Linked DNA regions of Zea mays: region 1 is linked to region 2. The links are chromatin contacts, called in public Hi-C maps. All regions are on one chromosome and are shown on one strand. Each heading gives the region's core, a stretch centred on a gene start, on an enhancer-like site or on the middle of the called end of the contact. The rest is flanking DNA. Distances are from core to core; before and after follow the strand shown. Region 1 holds the start of LOC100274833. Region 2 has its middle 54 kb from the start of LOC109944567.

The links. A called contact is a pair of places that touch in the nucleus more often than the background predicts.
Region 1: a Hi-C map of leaf shows a contact between it and region 2, with 6 times the contacts expected there. The contact joins the promoter of LOC100274833 here to the enhancer-like site in region 2. A contact is called at or near these places in 2 of 25 Hi-C or Micro-C datasets (ear and leaf).

Annotation. Positions count from the first base shown.
Region 1 is chr2:155,968,774-155,972,027 of Zm-B73-REFERENCE-NAM-5.0, reverse strand. LOC100274833 reads right to left here and starts at 1,658. Exons shown (of 1, transcript NM_001149100.2): 1 at 253-1,658. The coding sequence starts at 1,591. The coding sequence ends at 626.
Region 2 is chr2:155,818,523-155,822,033 of Zm-B73-REFERENCE-NAM-5.0, reverse strand. No RefSeq gene overlaps it. Among protein-coding and RNA genes, the nearest start is that of LOC109944567, 54 kb to the left of the region's middle. Within about 2 kb of position 1,498, at least 18 of the 20 cell types and tissues checked have an H3K27ac peak or open chromatin away from gene starts, as enhancers often do. A contact at or near this core is called in ear and leaf, where this site is marked.

The DNA.
Region 1 (3,254 bases), core at 409-2,908, 150 kb before region 2:
GTAAAATAAATGTCCAGAAATCTAGATGATCACAATCAGACTAACTACCACAACAACAGATAAGCAGTAAACATGTGCAGCACTACATCATCTTAGCAGTTGTCTAAACATGAAACCAAGAAGAAGAAGAAAAAAAAGAAATGGAATCGAATTATTGAAGCTGGATGAATGAATTTCTCCAGCACAGCATGAATCCGCCTGACTCATGCTGCGTGATCGCAATGTGCAATGAATGTTACCTCAGCTCCATTGCCAAGCCTGTTTTTCTATTGAATACAGATACCCCCAAAAGAATAACTGAGGACTCCAAGTCTGATAGGAATAAGATTTCCACAACACTGCCTGCTTGCTTGGAAATGAAAAGGAACTCCTCACATATGAACATGAACAAACAATAGCCATTGTCTTGCAGTAGAAAACTTGAGCATCACAACAAACCCACCAAAATAATGTGCTGAACCCTCATGGAGCTGAACCTTGGACCTGAAAATTAGCAGCTGCAGTTGCCCTCTGCTGATATGGAAAACTGTCCGCGTCAAGCAACCAATGGACAATCTCATCTCCAGCCATCACCATGGTGATGTCTTCATGTTAGTAGAATCATGCAGAAGACCCCAAAACTCCACTATGCGGTGTAATCGTTCTCAATCACCGGCTGTGTCCGTGTCCCCAACGCCACCGGTGCTTGTGTCCGCCCAACATGCGCCATCCGCAATGTCTCTCCAACCTCCGCATTCCGTTCCATCACCTGAAGCTTCTTATCCCTTTTATGCCTCACCAAACACAGCAGAAGCGCAGCCATGAGACCCAGTGCTACGGCAGCACCAACCACACTGACGGCAATCTTCCACGCCTTTGAGCTTCCCTTGGTATTTCCTCCAGTGGTCGGAATCGACGGGGCTATCGCGCCAGGTGGAGGTGGAGCAGGAGCAATCCCACTGGAGTTCACCACTATCGAGACATGCCCTTGGCGATACGTCGAGCACATATCGGTTGCCTCCAGGTCCCGGAACTGCGGCACGCCATCCAAATCGAACACCACGCACCTTGGCGCTGCACTGCCTGCCGGAACCGCCCTGACATTACCGCCGAAGCGCACCGAAATTGGGCCGCCCGACGCGATGACGTTGAGCTCCTGCAGCCCCGCGGCGGAAAGATTGGCGGCGTCGTAGACCAGCAGGCCGAGCACCGGCGCCAGGTAGGTGTACCCGGGGAGCGGGTAATAGTGGTCGGACCAGTTGCCGAGGTCGTGGAACACGAGCACCACCCGCTCGACGTACGGCTGCACGACGACGCCCGTGGGGACGCCGAACTGGAAGTAGCCCGGGAAGCCCTTCCGGCGGAGGCTGCCGCTGCGCAGGCGGACCGCGGAGACGGCAATGCCGGTGAGGTTGCCCGGGAGCGTGGCGTTGTAGACAATGCCGGTGCGGGGGCGCGCGAAGGCCCGGTACGCGTAGTCCTGCAGCGCCGCGTCGAGTATCCTGGCGGGCGACGGCGGCTGCGACTGCGCCGCCGCCGGAGAGGTGGCGGCGGCGGCGAAGAGCACCAGCAGCAGCCGGAGGAGACAGGCGCGGATCAAGAAGATGTCCATAGCAGTGGAGGGGCTCAGTACTCGGGGCTCGGAGCTGAGCAGCCGCCAGCGCAGGTGAAGTCAGAACGATTTCGTCATCTCTGGCCACCGCTGCTAGGATTAGCATGCGCAGAAGATTCTCCTCCTCCTGCTCCTAGTTGGAATCAGACGAGGACAGGACTTGGAGCGGCGAAGGCTGGGATCCGCTGCACGGACGCGCATTTACGCCCGGCAGGGACGAAGCCCCGGACCGGCCCAAGAAAGCAGCAGCAGGGAGAGAGAGCGCGGCGATGGCGTGGACGGAAGCGAGGACAGGTGGATAGGACGGACAGGGCGGAGTCCTACTCCTGCAAGACGTGGATGGCGGCGGCAAATCGGGAAGAAAGAAGCAACGCGACCCAGATGGAACAATCGGGGGGAGGAAGAGAGAGGATGCGATGCGATTAACTCAATCCTGGCGGAATCCGGGTGGAGGGAGCAGACGCCACAGAAATCCGGGGAGGGATTAAAGCGCCCCCCGCCCCCACGAGAATGATTGCGACGCGGGCGAGAGTGAGAGCGGAGAGGAGGGGTTTGGTTGGGGATTGAAGAAGGGTAGGGATACCGAGAGAGAAGATTGCACAGGAGAGAGAAGGCAGGGCAGCTGGCAGGGGACGACGATGAGGGATTTAATAGGCTTACCACCTTCTCCCAGGGCTTAACTGCAAAACGTGTTTTCCCTACCGGCAAATGGCAATGGTGGACACGCCTCACACGGGAGAGAGTTATTTTTAATGTATCTATTCTAATGATGAATAGATAAATAGATAAAACACATAAGTGATATCATTGTACGAACTTATTAGAAACCTAAAACAATTTTTAATTTGGACGGAGGGAGTAATATAGCTAACAATTTCTATGTTACATATAGTTAACTATAAAAGCATCTACAAAAGACTAGCTAAATGGTTCGCCAAGCCAAATTTTAGCTACTCAACAGCAAAATAACTCTCCAACAAACTAGCTATATGACTCTTCAAATTGACTCCCTCACTAGTTAAATTTGGCTACCCACCTAACTAGCCAAACTAGATAGATAAGAGCAACTCCAAGAGACTAGGTATATGGTTTTGTAAAGGTAAATTTAGCTAATATTAAAAGAAAATTGTATCCAATAGACTCTGTAAACGACTCTTCAAATTTAGTGGCTCTCTATTTCTCTATCTTCGCTCTCCAATTTTGGATAGCCTGCTTCACTCTCTATTCAGTCCGTAGGTTTTACCGAGTTTGTTGGATTAGCCTACACTTTTTCTCTAAAATCTATTTTAGAGAGTAGCTAAATCAGTAAATTTGGCTAGTCTTTTTAGCTAATTTCTTGGAGTTGCTCTAATCTGTTGGAGTGTAGATGCTACATATAAAATATAATCTTTATGAAAAGGTAAATAGAGAGTCAAATTGTCGGGGACCATAATTAGGGGTACCCTCAAGACCCCTAAATCTCAGCTAGTAACCCCCATCAGCACAAAGCTGCAAAGGCCTGATGGGTGCGATTAAGTCAAGGATCGGTCCATTCAAGGGACATGATCGTGCCTCGCCCGAGCCTAGCCTCGGGCAAGGGAAGCTGACCCCGGAGAACCTACGTCTCGCCCGAGGACCCCCCCCCTCCAGCAACGGGCACACTATCGGCTCGCCCGAGGCCCAG
Region 2 (3,511 bases), core at 249-2,748:
CCCTTTTATAGCTGAAGGGGGGCATGCACAAAGGTACTGGGCCCCGACATGTGTGACCAGGGACATAAAGAATATAGCGCTTGGAGCCACCAATGTTTGCTGCTGGGGCAATCTTCTTGTGCCCTGACGCCGGAGATCTCCGTATCTTCGGCGTGCAGGGGAAGCTTCTTGTAGAAGGGATGATGAGTACTGTGCACCGCTCGACACGGGCGCACCGTTCGCCGACAGACTGGTCAGGCGTGCCGTCTGCTGGGTGACCCTGACGCCATCCCCCGGTGGATTGGACAGGACACATTAAATGCTGAGAGGGTGCGTCGTCCGTCGGCGTGGTGGCAGGCGGCGCGTCCTCTCCGCAATAAATGCAAAGACTGCACAGCTGTATGGGCCTTACGTCAGGCTTGGCCCGTTGGGTTATGTCACAAGCCACGCGGCCACGGCGGGTTTCCGCCTGAGCGGGGAGCGTACGGCAAGGCCTGGACACGTGTCGGCACCGGACCTTTGCTTGTGCCAGGGTCCTCTCCATCCCGGGACCTTGCTAAGGCCCGGACCTCACTCGGGGGGACCCGGCATGTCTCCTCGGGAGCTCCGAACTTGTACTCACAGGGGTCCGGTGTCCCTCTACGGAGGACCGGACCCAACGGCGCTTCCCGGGATGTATTATCCTTCCTCGCCACGTGGTGCCCTTAGGCCTGCCCATGTGGTGGGGTCGGGTGCCACTCCCCGTATGACCCGGGGGTGTCGTGCGGGTGCAGCGCCTTCATACCATAGAAGAGGGTACCCCTGATTCAGGGTACCGACACATCCCTTCCCTCTTATCTAGCGTCGACTCAATGAAGGTTAAGCCAAAAGATTCCTAATGAGCTAAATCGGGTTATGATACCACTTGTAAGGAATAAAGACGCCTAAGAGGGGGTGAATTAGGACTTGTAATTTTCTCACGCTTTGATAGGCCAATAATAGTTCACTTAAACAAAACCTATGCAAATAACTAAATGCGAGCGTACACTACGATTTTGTCTAAGTGTTGCTATCTCTTCCACAAAGGAGTTGTAACACCTTAAATCCATCAGTTAAAACAATCTAGTTTAATTCATTATCATTAGGAAGAAAATACTTTTAAATAATTAATATGGTGATATAACTGAGATTAAACAAATTTTGTGATGATTAAAATCTACTAAGTGATTGATGCGTTCATGTCAAGTGCATGATTTCTTTGTTTGTTAATGAATTGTAACACCTTTATTTTAGTTTATCTTCTTTGTGAAGCCCAATCTATTTAAATAATAGAAATTTTGCCTAAAGATTATTTATAATGTATTTTATTTTACTGAAATATTATTGGTGAGTTTAATATAATTTGGAAGTATTTAAATATATTTATAGTTTCTTTAAAAAGAAATCCCTAACATGCTCGGCCAGGCCGAGGCCCGTCAACCCAGCCGCGCGCCTCACTCCCTCCCCTCTCTCACTTGCATGTGGGGCCCGCCCCAGCCCCACGGCTTCTCCCAGCCGCCACTCGGGCGCGGGCGCGTGCCTGCACACAGTGCAGCGTCGACGTCGCCCCGGTGTATAGCCCAAAACTAGTATAAGAGAAAATAATAAAACAAATAAATAAATATATCTATATGATAATGTTTTAGGATTATGAAACCTAAGGAGATTAATTGATCCTCTTTTCCCTTAAGCAAGTTCAATTAATAGGATTATATTAGTCGAATAACAAAATAAATGTAACACCCCTGGTGTTTATATTCCGCTCGACAACGAGTATGGATTTAAGCACGTAATATCAGTGGATAAAACAGATATTAAATTTTAATCATCTACGTCTATCGCGATTTTAATATTGCATCTGTTTCGTCTGTCACGAGTTCGATATCGTTTTTATCTATCCGGGCTCTTCCTAAATTTTCGTGATGTTCGGAACATTGTTGTTCTGAAAATCGGTGCGTCCGGTGATTATTTAAGGTTCATCGCTCGCGCAAATACGAATTTGGAAATTTGGTCCAGTCCTCTGACTCTTATCCCGAACAAATTAATTGAAACTCGACGATAGAAGTGATGCAAACTAAATCGGACGAAGGTAACTAGAGTCGAAATCGAATAATTGCTAACCAGGTCGATTTCAATAGGGATCAGTCCTAGAGTAAAATGTCACATACGATGTACTCTGGTTCAGTCCGTTTACATCGTGCCCTGGATAGTCACGAAAACTATCCAAACAAGATTTAGTCAGAACCGTTATTACTCTGATGTTCTGTTTCGTGATTCGGAAAATGAAATTTATAGTCCGTATAGTTGACTGTTTATTTATCGCTAAAACTCTTAATCCGAAATATCTGTGATTTCTGGGAAAAAAATGGAAAAAAGAGATCTCGCCGATCCCTATCCTCACCGCTCTCTCTTTTCCCCTTCTGATTTCTTACCACGTACGGCTGGAGGCCTTATCTTCTGTGTGTCGCTGGCTTCCATCCTCTGCTCACCTCCCTCTTCCCTGTGCTCGCCCACCCTCCGCTCCCCTCAACCGGTCGAGTTCCTCTGCTGTGAGCTCAGACCGCGCCCAGCCCCAACTCCCAGTCGAGCCCCTTTCCCCTGATCTCCATAGCACGCGCGCCCTGGAGCTCTATGTGCCGCGCGCCCTAGGGCTCCCATGCGCCGCCGTCCTGGTCCAAGTTCCCTGCGCGCGTCCAGCCATGGCGCCCCATGCTTCTCTCTTCCTCTGCTCATCCTCAAGCTGCGCCCTGTTGAGGTCCTTCCATGGCCGGCGCTCGGCCCTGCTCCTGCTTCAGCTCGCCCCTGCGCGCGCGTTCCGTTCTTCCCTATGTGCACATTTTTCTAAGCCCAGCTGCCTCTTGCTTCTCCCTCCCTCTGCCCGTTGCCATGGCCGCCGTGCCGAGCTTCATCCTTCCGTGCTCGCGCCCTGCTCATCCATGGCGGCTTCCCCCTGCTGGCAGCCGCTCCCTGCTCCCTGGCGTCGCAGGCTCGCCGGTGTTGCTCGGCCGATCGCGCTGCTCTCTGCGCGCCGAGCTCGTCCCTGCGCGCGCCCCTCAAACTTGTCCTCCACTCTGCCGTGGCCGCCATGGAATCCGCCCACGTGCCGTTCCGTGGAAGCCCCAGCTCGATCCCCTTCGACTGTGCTCGCTCTGGCCATGGACACCGCCCTGTTCATTTTTGCAGCTCGATGTCGGCCTGATCGAGTTCCCGCCAGCGCTTCCTGTCTGCTCGCCCCGCGACTCGCATCTTTCCCAACTAGACCTAGCCGAGGTTCCTCCCTGCGGCGCGAGCTCTCCTCTGGTACCCAGGTCGTGCACATCCGTCGCTGCTCCCTGATGTTTCCTGCTCGTCCATGGCCGACCAGCTTGCCATGGTGTCGCGCGTCCTTGCGCCCTACTTGTCCCTGACCCTCGCGCTGGCTCGCCTCGTCGCCGATTTCCAAGAACCAGCGCCATCAGCTTGCCGGTCTCCTCCTAATTTAATTTGGAACTACTGCGCCTCAGCCTTGATCTGT